Linked DNA regions of Salmo salar: region 2 is linked to region 1. Evidence: chromatin contacts called from public Hi-C data. All regions are on one chromosome and are shown on one strand. The core of a region is the stretch at or near the end of the contact, and the rest is flanking DNA. Distances in the headings are between cores, read along the strand shown. Region 1 holds the start of znf142 (zinc finger protein 142). Region 2 holds the start of ormdl1 (ORMDL sphingolipid biosynthesis regulator 1).

Evidence for each region. A called contact is a pair of places that touch in the nucleus more often than the background predicts.
Region 2: a contact with region 1 is called in a Hi-C map of gill, with 4 times the contacts expected there. The contact joins the promoter of ormdl1 here to the promoter of znf142 in region 1. A contact is called at or near these places in 3 of 3 Hi-C or Micro-C datasets (blood, gill and muscle).

Annotation. Positions count from the first base shown.
Region 1 is chrssa21:11,774,783-11,782,112 of Ssal_v3.1, forward strand. znf142 (zinc finger protein 142) reads left to right here and starts at 3,339. Exons shown (of 9, transcript XM_014164272.2): 1 at 3,339-3,757; 2 at 5,185-5,324; 3 at 6,660-7,146; 4 at 7,266-7,330. The coding sequence starts at 5,322.
Region 2 is chrssa21:12,090,558-12,097,887 of Ssal_v3.1, forward strand. ormdl1 (ORMDL sphingolipid biosynthesis regulator 1) reads left to right here and starts at 4,520. Exons shown (of 4, transcript NM_001146469.1): 1 at 4,520-4,594.

The DNA.
Region 1 (7,330 bases), core at 2,089-4,588:
CCAGTCCAATGGCAGTAAGCTTTACATCACTCCAGCCGACACGTTTGGCATTGCGCATGGTGATCTTAGGCTTGTGTGCGGCTGCTCGGCTATGGAAACCCATTTCATGAAGCTCCCAAGGAACTGACTTTGCTTCCAGAGGCAGTTTGGAACTTGGTAGTGAGTGTTGCAACCGAGGACAGACAATTTTATGCGCTACGCGCTTCAGCACTCGCCGGTCCCGTTCGGTGAACTGGTGTGGCCTACCACTTCGTGGCTGAGACGTTGTTGCTCCTAGACATTTCCACTTCACAATAACAGCACTTACAGTTGACCAGAGCAGCTGTAGCAGGGCAGAAGTTTGACGAACTGACTTGTTGGAAAGGTGGCATCCTATGATGGTGCCACGTTCAAAGTCAGTTAGCTCTTCAGTAAGGCCATTCTACTGCCTATGTTTGTTTATGAAGACTGCATGGCTGTGTGCTCAATTTTCTAAAGACTCCAGCCAAGGACTGTTCTATCTGCTACCGTCCGACAGGAGGTACCGCAGCATTGGGTCTCGTACCAGCAGGCTCCGAGACAGCTTCTACTGTATCCCCAAGCACTGAGACTTTTGAACAGCCGAAGACTCCAGGCACTGAGACTTTAACAGCTAGGCAATGGCTGCCCACCCTCACCCACGGTCTAGCTGCACTGACTATATGACACTCACACATCACCCCTCACACACCCGCCCACCACTAATATTGATTATTATTATTAATCCTGCAACCAGTCACTTTCTCAAATACGTGCCTACATGTACATAACTACCTCAAATTCTCCAGTATCCCTGCTCATTGTACATTTGGTACTGCCACAGACCCTGTATATACTGTAGCTTACTTTCTCGTGTATCTCTTATTTCTTGTGTTTTGAAAAATAAATCGGCTTTATACTATTTGATATTGAATACTGCATTGTTGGGAAAGAGCTAGCAAGTAAGCATTTCACTGTACTTGTGCATGTGACAAAACTTGAAACTTCTGTGTAACTGTTGATCAATTTGGATAATTAACTTCATTGCGATGAATACTTGCATATCTCTTGACTTTTCAAATAAACATATTGTAGGTTGTATTTTTTCCCAAAGTGTCTACCAGAAGGAAGATTATAAGATGTGTCTTTTACATTACAAGGTATTTTGGAATGACAATATATGCATCCTATGACACAGTGCTATATTTGAGCCCTATAGTGTCCGGGCACCCCATTTTAAGCTGTTTGTTTTGACCACAGTTAAAGTCCATTAACGCTTCATATGACTTAGCTTTTTGTTCAAACTCACCCTACTGAGTCTTTTCCCATCTCATTTTATCTGAGACAGGTAGTAGACAGTCCAATGCAGTGTATTGCATAGAAAGCAATAGTAATGGTGTTTTTTTTGTAGGCACTAATTCCACCATGTTTTTTTTGTACAAAGCCTATGAGGGAAAAGACTAGAATGTTTTAAGAGTTTTGGGATAAACGCTGAAAATGAGGTATTTGGTAAACACAGGCTTTGGAGATCGTATATGTTTTGTTCTATTAAAAATAATCTTCATCAGCTAATGTTTCCTTTTGTGAAATTTTGAAGCATTTATGTAATCAGAAGAAACATAAAGACCTCATAATTCATAAAGGTAATGTTAACTGATTGATACTATCTCATAGAACAAAACGTATAAGATAACTTCAGTCCTTATTTTCAGTGTTTATCCCAAAACCCTATTCTTTCTCCATAGGAATGGCTGAATGAACCAGAGGTAATTCATTTCTGTTTTTTAAGACTACAAGCTGGCAAGCTCTATTGGGGGCTATGGAGGGGGTGGAGTAAAAAGCCAGCAACAGTCCACATGACACAGCCCCCCTCCAAAACGAAACATTTGGTTAGTAGAGACCCTACTGAGTCTTTTCCACCTCACTTTAGCTGAGACAGGTAGTAAACTTTTTCCTCTAAAGTCCAATATGTATTCCATATACAGTGAACTGCATTGGCGGATATGTTCTGTTTCATAGTTAAATAGTCACAAACTCTGAATTACCAAATCATTTGTATTTATTAGCTAAAGATAGTCAGACAACTGCTGGGCATAGCACACAGCTTTATGGTTTCACAGAACTAGGATAAGACACGGCTTTGTTGGGGTAGGTTCCTTGTTCCTTGTCAATCATTTGCTTATTGGTGAAATCAGCAATCAGACAATATCTTTAAGTAAATCAATCAAAAACCTTTATTAATGCAATTGCAGACAGAAGTTGACAACGGGAACATAGCACGCATGTTTCTGAGTAAGTTCTGCAACATAAAAAAGGTCCAAGCTTCTTTAATATGCTTGCAGTCAACCCCTAGTGATCTAAGTTCCTATGTCAACACCTTCTACTCATGAGACCAAGCCCATGCATATACAGTTATACACATTTTCAGGAGAGAACAATTGTTCCAGTGTTTTTTAAGGGCTCAGCAGTAATTTTCCACTCCCCAAGTTGCTTTATAGTGGTATGTCTGACTTGTCGCTTATCTCTTTCACTCCCCTGCAGGGTTCTGTGTCTATGAATCTATTTTAGCCTTGAGGCGCTTTCTCACAGACACCCTGTTTTGACTGCAATAACTGACACATCTCTCAGACCGTTTCTTAATAGAAGCAGAGACTAGAAAAGAACTGTGGAACAATATTAAACCTTATAATGTATATATATATTGCTAATCTGTAGTCCAGGACCCTATAAATGTATTGAGGGAGGGGTCTTATAGCCCTTCCCCTTCTATTAATACAACATAAAGATAATCAATTATTATTATACATCAAACATTTGGTGCAGCCCCTATTATGACCCCAAGGTGACCCCCCATCAGCTTTAAGCCACAAGAGGATGCTACTAGGATAAGACACGAGGCTTTCAGCCACTACAGGACGCTACTAGGATAAGTCACGAGGCTATAAGCTACTCGGCCATATAATCATCCAGGAATGCATCTCAAGCAAATTGTAAATAAATAAAAACTGTGATAGGATCCTGTAGTTATAATTTTGTAACAATTTTAACATTATGCTCTATGACTATGCAAAGCTGCCAAAAAATATTGATTTCACAGGAGGCTGCTGAGGGGAGGACAACTCATAATAATGGCTGGAATGGCGTGAATGGAATGATATCAAACACATGGAAACCATGTGTTTTATGAGTTCAATGACATTCCATGTATTCCCTTCCAACCATTACCTTCCCAAATAAGGTGTCACCATCAAACTACTGTGAGATGTCCTATCATAAACAGCGTTTTACCGAATACCTTTATTTTGAAGGCAAATCGGAAAACTGGAAGTTTTAACGTTGCTCGCGGGACGCTAATGTCACGGATAGAATGAGGTATTAGTTATACAAAATCTTTGTTCATGTTGTTGCCGTGAATCATGTGGCGACCTCTATAATACTGCCGGTGTTCTATGAAAATAGCTCCGTCTTTTCAGGGCGCAGTTGATGTTAGTTCTTGGTCTTCAAATGCAGCGTCATTATTAATGCTAGACCAAACTTAAATTACCGAAAATGATTTTAATTGTCAACAATATACCTAGCTAGCTATATATTTATGCTGTACATATACGCCCTGAGTATGCAAGGAATTATGATGAGATACTTTCAACTGGAAATACTTCATTGCTCCACCAAAATAAACATAGTGATGGCGTCGTTTGGTCATTGAAGTGGCGATTTAGCAAAGTAAAAACAATCTACCCAGCTTCAATACCTTATTAAGGTAAGACAGGCTCATTAAATGACTTCGCTTGTTTATATTCATTACATGTAAACATATGTAACGGTATCCATCAGAATAAAGGTCCATTTAGAAAGGTCTGACGGGGTAAAATGCATTGTTTTCAAGAGAAAGAATCTCAGAAGTTGACGCAGTTGGTCAGAATTCTGTTTCATAAGCGCTGTCATTATTCAGAACTGCTATTAATGAATTTGTTACTGGAGAACTCAAAACATAATTTCGAATGCTAATTGTGTTTATTAGCTAGTACTTAGTTTTTATAGACGGGCCACAGTGGGCTCGTCACAATACCCATAAAACCTAGCGGACGAACACAGAAATGGTTCCAATCATTTTTTTCACCATTTATTTTTCTCGAAGGGGATTTCATGTAGGCTTTAGGTGCCTTTACTCAGTACTTTGTTGAAGCACCTTTGGCAGTGATTACAGCCTCAAGTCTTCTTGGGTATGATGCTACAAGCGTACACACCTGTATTTGGGGAGTTGGAAGGTGAACCTTCATCCCAGTCTGAGCAGGTTTTCATCAAAGATCCCTCTGTACTTTGCTCTGTTTATCTTTCCCTCGATCCTGACTAGTCTCCCATTCCCTGCCGCTGAAAAACATCCCCACAGCATGATGCTGCCATCACCATGCTTCACCGTAGGGATGGTTTTGGCCAGGTGATGAGCGGTGCTTGGTTTCCTCCAGACGTGACGCTTGGCATTCAGGCCAAAGTGTTCAATCTTGGCAAACTCCAAGTGGGCTGTCATGTGCCTTTTTACTGAGGAGTGTCTTCTGTCTGGCCACTCTACCATAAAGGCCTGATTGGTGGAGTGCTGCAGAGATGGTTGTCCTTCTGGAAGGTTCTCCCATCTCCACGGAGAAACTCTGAAGCATTGGTCACCTGCCTGACTAAGGCCATTCTCCCCGATTGCTCAGTTTGGCCAGGCAGCCAGCTCTAGGAAGAGAGTCTTGGTGGTTCCAAACTTCTTCCATTTAAGAATGATGGAGGCCAGTGTGTTCTTGGGGGACCTTCAATGCTGCAGACATTTTTTTAGTGCCCTTCCCCAGATCTGTGCCTCGACACAATCCTGTCTTTGAGCTCTACGGACAATTCCTTCGACCTCATGGCTTGGTTCTTTGCTTTGTGGGACCCTATATAGACAGGTGTGTGCCTTTCCAGGATGCACATGAGATCAATTAAGTCTCATAGCAAAGGGTCTGAATACTTATGTAAATACGTTTTTTTTTAAAATAAAGTTTTATACATTTGCAAACATTTCTTAAAACCTGTTTTTTGTCATTATGGGTTATTGTGTGTAGATTAAGGATGTTTTATTTTATTTAATCATTGTAGAATAAGGCTGTAATATAAAATGTAGAAAAAGTGAAGGTCTAAATGCACTAACTTTGACATGTTCTGTTGCAGATTCAAAGCCAAATGAACTCATTGCAGAATGAATCCATAACCATGAATAAATAAGCGTATTTATTTGACAAGAATGCACCTAGTCACCCATCAATCACCTGAACTCCAACAATTACCATTGTTTTAAAGAAAACAAAATGGTAAACAATTCATCCAAATGTGTTTTATACATAAAATATAAACATCTAGTGAATGTTAATGATTTATTCATCAATGCCATAATTCTGGGACATCACAGAGCACCATGTGAAAATATTGTAATATCCGAGAGCACACATATTCTTCTACTTTTCTAGTTTAAGATTTACACCAGCACAAATAACAACATGTAAAACAGCATATTGTGATTTTTGGTGGGTGAGTTACAAATGGATAAACAACTGGATGCGTAAGTTAGGTTTAATATAAAATACTAGGTCAAATCCAGCAGAATGAGAAACACTTAACTGACTCAAAACAAGGAAGGCATGCCTAAATGCAGCTATATCAACACCCTTGTCAATTTAACAGGTCCATGTTGCTTGTCATTTGTGAGCAGCACATTTTCCACAGCATTTAGTCCAAACCCCAGAATAAGCAGGAGAAGGCCAGAATTACACAGGTGAAAAAAAGGTAGCAAAAACAATACACCACATAATCATTGACCAGTACGGAGAATTAAGAAAAACCACAAATCCCTATCTCCATCCATCTCCATCCATGGCTAATTTAGGAAAGGAACAATTTTAGCTAGCTTGCCACTGGAGGACAAAAACACAACGATGCAATGGCTTTTAATGCAATGTGACTGTAAAGCCAAATCCTAACGGTCTACCCGTTACATATTTTTTTTGTGTTTACCAGGACCATTCACAGTTGAGCTTGCTCAATTTAGCTCAATGCTGATTGGCTCTATATTTATTTTTTTGTGAAGCGGGGGTGCTGTGGGATTATTTTAGATACTCTTTGAAGAAGTAGGATTTCAGATGTTTTCGGAAGATGGGCAGGGACTCTGCTGTCCTAGTTTCAGGGGGAAGCTGGTCCCACATTTGGGGTGCCAGGACAGAGGAGAGCTTTGACTAGGCTAATCCTACCCCATTGATTTTAATCACTCAGTTGTGAGTTTTTTTGCATGGATGCAAACAGTTTAAAACAGTTGTAAACAGTACTATGAAACAACACAGTGCCTATAACTGAAAATACATAGGTTGGGACACCTAAGGTAAACATTTTATTGTATATTCCTCCCTGTGTGACCAGGTAGCTCCGGTAGTTGACATTTCACTGTGCTTCTACACCTGCATTACTTGCTGTTTGGGGTTTTAGGCTGGGTTTCTGTACAGAACTTTGTGACATCAGCTGATGTAAAAAGGGCTTTATAAATACATTTGATTGATTGGCATAGTCCTTGGTGATAGGCACACTAACTCATTGTTATTTAGTATTAATTGCCTGTCATGTTATATTGCATAATGCTCTTAATATTTTCTCAACAGACAAATGAGCCAATGGAGACTGAGGGGTTGTGTCTCTGTGAAAAGTGCGGGAAGGAATTCTCAGATAGCAGCCGCCTTTCCTCTCACCTTTGCACTGTGGACTTCACCAAAAAGGGACAGTTGACCCGTTATAAGTGTCCTTTGTGCGATGAGGTCTTTACCATGCCAGGTGCACTGAAACACCACTTCCAAAGCCATCGGAGGGAGGAACTCACAGGTCCGTTCCACTGCTCCGAGGAGGGTTGCCAGTTCAGCACTTCACACCGGTTGGTGTACCAGGAACACCTGCACTCACAGCATGCTCTCACCCTCGTCTCTTGTACCTTCCGGTCCTGCACCTTGGCATTCCGCACACGTTCAGAGATGGAGGGCCACTGGCGTATCCATATGCCTTTCCACTGCCCCCGCTGTGACTTTGTGACCGCTCATGCTAAACAGCTGAGTACCCATGGTGTGGAACATGACCGTCCACTTGCTGCACCTGAGGGTAAGCTTTTAGAATAAATGCATCATTCTCCCCACAAACGAATACTCACCACACACATTGTTATATTTAGGGTAGAGCCAACACTGAATGCCTCAATTTGTGTACATTTTTGTGCTCAGGTGACAAGGAGCCAACAACAATAGGCCAGGGTGGAAGCAGCCAATCGGCTCTTGAGACCAGCTCT
Region 2 (7,330 bases), core at 3,270-5,769, 320 kb after region 1:
CATTGAACAAGTTCCACAGACATGTGACTAACAGAAATGAAATAATGTGTCCCTGAACAAAGGTGGGGTCAAAATCAAAAGTAACAGTCAGTATCTGGTGTGGCCACCAGCTGCATTAAGTACTGCAGTGCATCTCCTCCTCATGGACTGCACCAGATTTGCCAGTTCTTGCTGTGAGATGTTACCCCACTCTTCCACCAAGGCACCTGCAAGTTCCCAGACATTTCTGGGGGGAATGGCCCTAGCCCTCACCCTCCAATCCAACAGCTCCCAGACGTGCTCAATGGGATTGAGATCCGGGCTCTTCGCTGGCCATGGCAGAACACTGACATTCCTGTCTTGCAGGAAATCACGCACAGAACGAGCAGTATGGCTGGTGGAATTGTCATGCTGGAGGGTCATGTCAGGATGAGCCTGCAGGGAGGGTACCACATGAGGAAGGAGGATGTCTGTCCTGTCTGGTCCAGCAACAGTGGGTTTGTGCCCATAGGCGATGTTGTTGGCGGTGATGTCTGGTGAGGACCTGCCTTACAACAGGCCATCCTGTACCTGTCCCGCAGGTGTGGTGTTACTGATGTACTGATCCTGTGCAGGTGTTGTTACACGTGGTCTGCCACTGCGAGGACGATCAGCTGTCCGTCCTGTCTCCCTGTAGCGCTGTCTTAGGCATCTCACAGTACGGACATTGCAATTTATTGCCCTGGCCACATCTGCAGTCCTCATGCCTCCTTGCAGCATGCCTAAGTCACATTCACGCAGATGAGCAGGGACCCTGGGCATCTTTATTTTGGTGTTTTTCAGAGTCAGTAGAAAAGCCTCTTTAGTGTCCTAAGTTTTCATTACTGTGACCTTAATTGCTTACCGTCTGTAAGCTCTTAGTGTCTTAACGACCGTTCCACAGGTGCATGTTCATGAATTGTTTATGGTTCATTGAACAAGCATGGGAAACAGTGTTTAATGGATTTCTATGAATTATCTTTGAAAGACAGGGTCCTGAAAAAGGTGTGTTTCTTCATTTTGCTGAGTTTAGCTACCAATCAGCTTAAAACCAATCGTTTTTTTTTATGTTGAACATACATATTGCACTGTACACTATTTTCTGTACGTTGTGTCGCAGTAAAAGTGGGGTCCATTCTACTAAGGAGCACTTCTAGTTTACAGCATTATGTACAGTGAAATATGTCCAATATGAAAAATGTACTGAACTAATTAACAATGGGATTTAAAAATGTTTTCTAAAGTTGATTATTATAATCATATTATTAATATTGATATTACTAGTATTAATAGGAGCATTATAAAAAAAGTTTATTTTAAAGCTGTTAACAATAAAATCAATGCTATGATATAATTTGTGCCATGAAGGCAATTAACTTTTCCCTTTTTTTCATATTGTTAAACAAAATTCTAAGTTTGCTAACATTTCCACATAAAATGTAATGAAATTCTACCATTTTTATAGATTTTTTTACGATCTTCATTGTGGGACTTTTATTTTGAAGGGAAATCGCGGAGGTCACGGCCTTATTCTTGCTGGTGGAAGAGGTCATATTAGCGCCTTCAGACCTTTGGCATGTGATTGGCTGTTTTGGAAAGTCCGTTGCATCCCCACTGTGAAGGAAGCAAGGATAACTAAGTACATCCGGGTCATGGATTTTTGAACTCCTTCAGAGTAAGAGTTATGAGCTGTATACTTTGTCAATTAATAAAATGACAAATGTGCACAATTACTAATATATTTTATACTAGCTATCATACAAAGAATAATTACAAAGTATTTCCATAAGATATGATGTGATTCATTTGTATATTTTTTCAAGCCTAAATGGTCACAATCTTTTTTTTTGTGTGTGTGTGTGTGTATTCCTTAGAATTTATTGCACCTACATTGTGTCACAGTAAAAGGGGGTTCCATTCTACTCAGTAGCACTTGTAGTTTCCAAATCCACAGAGTTTACACCCCTAGGAGCGTTGTTGCTGATTTTGCCAATCAGTTTAAATGCAGTACTTTTTTTCATAATGAACATACATATTTCACCATACATAATTACATAATTGCCTGTGTGGGGGTCCATTCTATTCAGGAGCACTTCTAATATGTCATTTATACCATACATAGATTCTGTAGAACCTACTAAGTACTCCCAACCCCACTTTTACTTCGGCACATATAATAGCTTTTTATTTTTTCAGCTAATGTGTAATTTATAGGCCTGTAGGGGCCGATTCCGACTAAGGAAATGTAAGCCTTTTCTATGCACGCCTTTCCTCAGAACTTCTCAGTAGTTAGTATTCAGACACCTTATGCACGTGCTTAACGGGCTTTGCAGGCGTGGTTCCCTTAAGCGCTGAAGACAAGTCATTCATCACTGAAAATCCCCCACTTGCTTGCCAACAGATTTTCTTGTGGCATTTTCATTCAATAGGGTTTTCAGTACATTTATCTTAAGCCATCCCTTTAAATATGGTGTACCTTTAATTAGAATTTTGTCAACAGACTCACTAGAATACACCGAGAGAACAGTGTCAGAATATAGGGATCGATGAAAGAAAGCCATCTAAATATATGCATATTCGTCTCCGCCTCAGTACCAACTGGTAGATTTAAAAATACTCTGATCTTGTAGATTATTTAGGCAAATTTTAAGGTTAGGAAAGTATGTATGAATCATACAAAAACAGATTTGGAGAGCCTTTATACACTATAATATATTAAGGAATAAAAAATACACTGGTTTGAATTCATCCAGACTGTTGTCATATTCAAGTTCAATCCATGGAACATTAGAAGGTGGATAAAAGTGTACAATAGGGGTTGAACAATAGTCCTATAAATCTAACCTAATTGTCACTAATCATGGAACTGTATGACAACGGTGTAGTTGTGAACCATGCACCAGGTTTCATAATGATTCCATAAGGATTCAAACTGGCTGCACGTCCCAAATTATTGCACAATGTTAGCATAATATGATCCACTAATGCTAGCGACCCTCAGGAAAAACAAAGAAAGGTAAATGGAATAGAATAGAATGATGCAAAAAGATAAGCTACAAATTGAAGAAAACAAACACTAAAGTGACAGTTATAAATGTATGTGGGTATTACTGACGGTGGCTTCCCGGAAGTGGCTAACATTTTACATGATACAAATTGTAAAATAAAATAGAGAAAAGCCTGGGCATAGGCTATAATTAAAACATTCTTAAGTGCATACATCCTCTCAGCAGGTTCAGCCCAACAGAAGCCTATAGCTAGGGTGTCCAAATTTCATCCACGCAAATTATGAGGGCACACAATTAAAATTCTGAATAACGGCACAGCTATTTACAGCCTATTTCACAGTGGAAAATATGTCATGTTGATATTATTTTCAATTTGATTCCATATGGCTGGTTTCACATTCATCTCCAGAAATCATAAGGAAAATTTCTCTAAAACAATTGCTATGTGTATTTACAATCCTCTTTACCTTACTAATTTACCTAGCTCTTATCAATAGCTTGTATTATTAAGGTGCATGAAGAATGCTGTTATTTATATCAGAAAAAATAAAGTAGATACCTTTTCCCACTTGGAACCGGCCGGTTCGCGCTACCTTATTCATGGTTTCCTTGCGTGTAAATGTGGTGGAATTATGAGGAAATTAAGTCAAGGTCAGAACACAGCTTATCTGTAGACACCTCCAATTCTTAGATCTCCACCAAGAATCAATAGAGGGTGAATAACTCAAACTTAAATTCAAGGTCAGAATACACAGAGAGAAAAGTGCATTAAAGGGAATAACGTTTCATTTACGTGCGCTTAACTCGGGTAGGAATCAGGGACATAGAGAAAAGTGCATAAAAAGTGAATTATGTTCCATTTATGCACTGCTTAACAAGGGTCGGAATCGGCCCCATTGTGTTTTGCTTCGGACCAATGGAGTGGGTGGAGTAGAAAGTGCTGCTAGGTATTTAGACCTCAGTCCCCCAAGTAATGACACCATATATAATATATATTCTACAGACCCTACTGTGTAATCCAAACGCTACCTTTACTTCGGCACATAGAATCGTTTTTTTTCCTCTATAAGCCAATATGTAATTTATAGGCCCATAGTGTATCGCATTGGGACCAATGGAGTGGGTGGAGTAGAAAGTGCTGCTGAGTAGTTAGACCTCAGTCCCCATGAAATAACTGCATGTATCGAAACTACAGACCCAACTGAGTATTCCCAACCCCACTTTTACCTCAGCACATAGAATCGTTTTTTCTCTACAGCCCAATGTTTTGAACATACCAATCTGAACAATGTATTTTTCGATAGTGGTCTTATTTTTATTTTATTTAGGAGACTATTTGTATAATTGTTTCGATAAAGTCCTCCTTGCATTTGCTTATACGCACTATTAAAAAAATGACATTGATTCAAATGTAATATCTTTGAATGAGTTATCCACATTGCAATGTTTTGAAAGTCTTTTTTTTTTTTAAGATTCCTAATTTCAACTCAAAAGTGACGTCATCGTTTGTGCCGCTAGTGAAGGGGAGCTTGGCCTTTCTGTCGTTCTTACTGCCACGTTTAAAAACCGATTCATAACAAGGTACTCCGGTAAGTACATGGCCATATCTGTGTTGACTGTTTGTTAAAATATTTGATAACACTATTGATATGCAAATATTGTGACTTATGTATTCCTATTTTCACGAAAAAATAGCTAGCTAGCAAGTTAGCAATTCAACTGGTGTTGTTTCAAGCGTACAACACTTCACTTGACTTGTTGAAAGTAGCTGGAGCTTGGCTGTTGGCTAACGTAAACTAGCTACTTAATTTCCAGCTGAATCATTAGCTGACACTTATAGAAAGGTGAACGTAATGGTAGTTACCTAGCTAATGTTAGCGTGCGGCTTAGCTAGCTAAGCTAACTAGAAATTAGCCATTGATCGTGACTCTCAGTTCCATTGCATTAAACGTAAGTCATTGGATGAAGGCATCTTCTGCACTGGGGCGTTTTGTTAAGAGCCCCGACGCTCGGTCTGATCATTAACACGCATGGCTTGCGCTACAGTTTTGGAAGCATAAGGATCTTATCTTTCATATCAGTCAGAACCTTTTGTTTTTTGAAAAGTATTTAAGTTGATACACACCTTTTTTTTTATAGGGTTAGTGTTCCCACATGGCCATATCTCCATGTTACAGCGCTTTGTTTTAATGGAAAACAGATGGAAGACAGGCACCACCTGTGCTAATTCGCTATCTAACGTTAGCATGATCGGATGGGGGCACCCATAGCTGTATGGATCTGTGCAAAACTGCTACAATATCTTCTTTTATTTGAAGGATTTTGTTTATCGCCGATGAAAGATGAGGGCCATATTGACATGTATACAGATACTTATAATACATCAGACTTAATATGTTTATGGAAAATGATTAAAAAATATATATTTAAAAAATGCATACAAAGCGATTAAAAAAACACCCCTTAGTACCCCAGATCACCATACATCTAATCCCAGCCTATTGCACCAAACTACAACGGAAGATGTGGTTAAGAAAGTGGTCAGAAAATGGGAGAATGATGCCAGTGAGACCTTAGAGGGCTGCTTTGACTGTGCAGACTGGAGTGTGTTCAGAGGGAGCAAGTCTTGAGGCCACAAATTCTGTGAGGATATTATTGTTCCTTCCAAAACTTAAAAGTTATGTTCTAACAACAAACCCATGATCACAAAGGATCTGAAAATAGCATTTACCACTGGCAACAAGATTGAAGGTAAACTAATTCAATCCAAATTAAATAAACCGATGAAATAGGCCAAGAGAGTGTACAAGGAGAAGGTGGAAAGGCTCTTTCAGGAAGGTAAAGCCAGAGGTGCTTGGAGGGGTGTTTTTGTTGTTGTTGTAGATTTGACCAATATGACTTTGCAATGGAAAAGAAGGAGCTGATCTCTGACCTATCTAACATGTCACACACTGTAACAAATGTTGTGCTTCAACCAAAAGATGAAGACGCTGTATTTAAAAGGATAAAGTACCTTGGCCAGACAACATTAGTGGTTGCCTACTAAAGATTTGCCATACGCAACTGTCAGGTGTTTTCTGTGAGCTTTTTACCCGCACTCTGGCAGAACACTCAATATGGAAATCATCCACCATATACCCAGTACCTAACAAGAGCAACCCCTACTGCAACAATGACTACCGCCCTGTAACTTTAACATATTTGGTGATGAAGCGCTTTGAACGGCTGATTCTCCCTCAGCTACAAAAGGAGGTATGCTCTTATACAGACCCACTCAAGTTTGCTTACAAGCGGCACAGGGGTGTTGATGCAGTTCTGTCCCTACTGCACTGTGCCTATACCCACCTGGAGAAACCCAAGACATGCGTCAGGATGGTATTTGTAGATTTCTCCAGTGCCTTTTAATATAGTCCTCACTTAATGGGTTAAAAGCTCCAGAACATGAATGTCAATCCACATCTGATTCTCTGGGTCCTCTCCTTTCTGACAAATGGAGAACAGCTGGTCAGATTTAATTGTCTCATTGCAGCTTGTCCAGAACCATCTTTACAGGATCACCACAAGGTTCCGTCATCTCACCTGTTTTAGGAGCTCAGACCCAGAGATGATGTTCATCAAGTATTCAGATGACACAGTAATTATGGACATTGCAGGCAACTCAGAGGGGCACCTCCAGGCTGAATTGGACAAGTTTTTACTGTGGTGTATACAGAACTACCTGGACCTCAATGCAACCAAACCAAAGACCTGGTCATTGACTACAGAAGAGACCAACCTACCATCCCCACCACTGGAGACAGATCATTGAGCGAGTGGAGGACTACAAATTCCTAGGAACCATCATTGGCAACAAGTTAGCTCTCCTTCAAAAGAAACATTGAACACATTCACTCAATGTCAACAATGCCTTATTTCTATGGAAATGGAGGAAGTTTAATGTACAATCAATCCTCCAAGCATTTTATGCAGTGCGTTCGAGAAGTATTCAGACCCCTTGACTTTTCCCACATTTTGTTACATTACAGCCTTATTCTAAAAAGGATTATATAACCCCCCCCCCCCTCAAATCTACACACAATACCCCATAATGACAAAGCAAAAACAGATTTTTAGACATTTTTGCAAATCTATTAAAAATAAACATACCTTATTTACATAAGTATTAAGACCCTTTGCTAAGAGACTTGAAATTGAGCTCATGTGCATCCTGTTTCCATTGATCATCCTTGAGCTGTTTCTACAACTTGGAGTCCACCTGTGGTAAATTCAATGGATTGGACATATTTTGGAAAGGCACACACCTGTCTATATAAAGTCCCACAGTT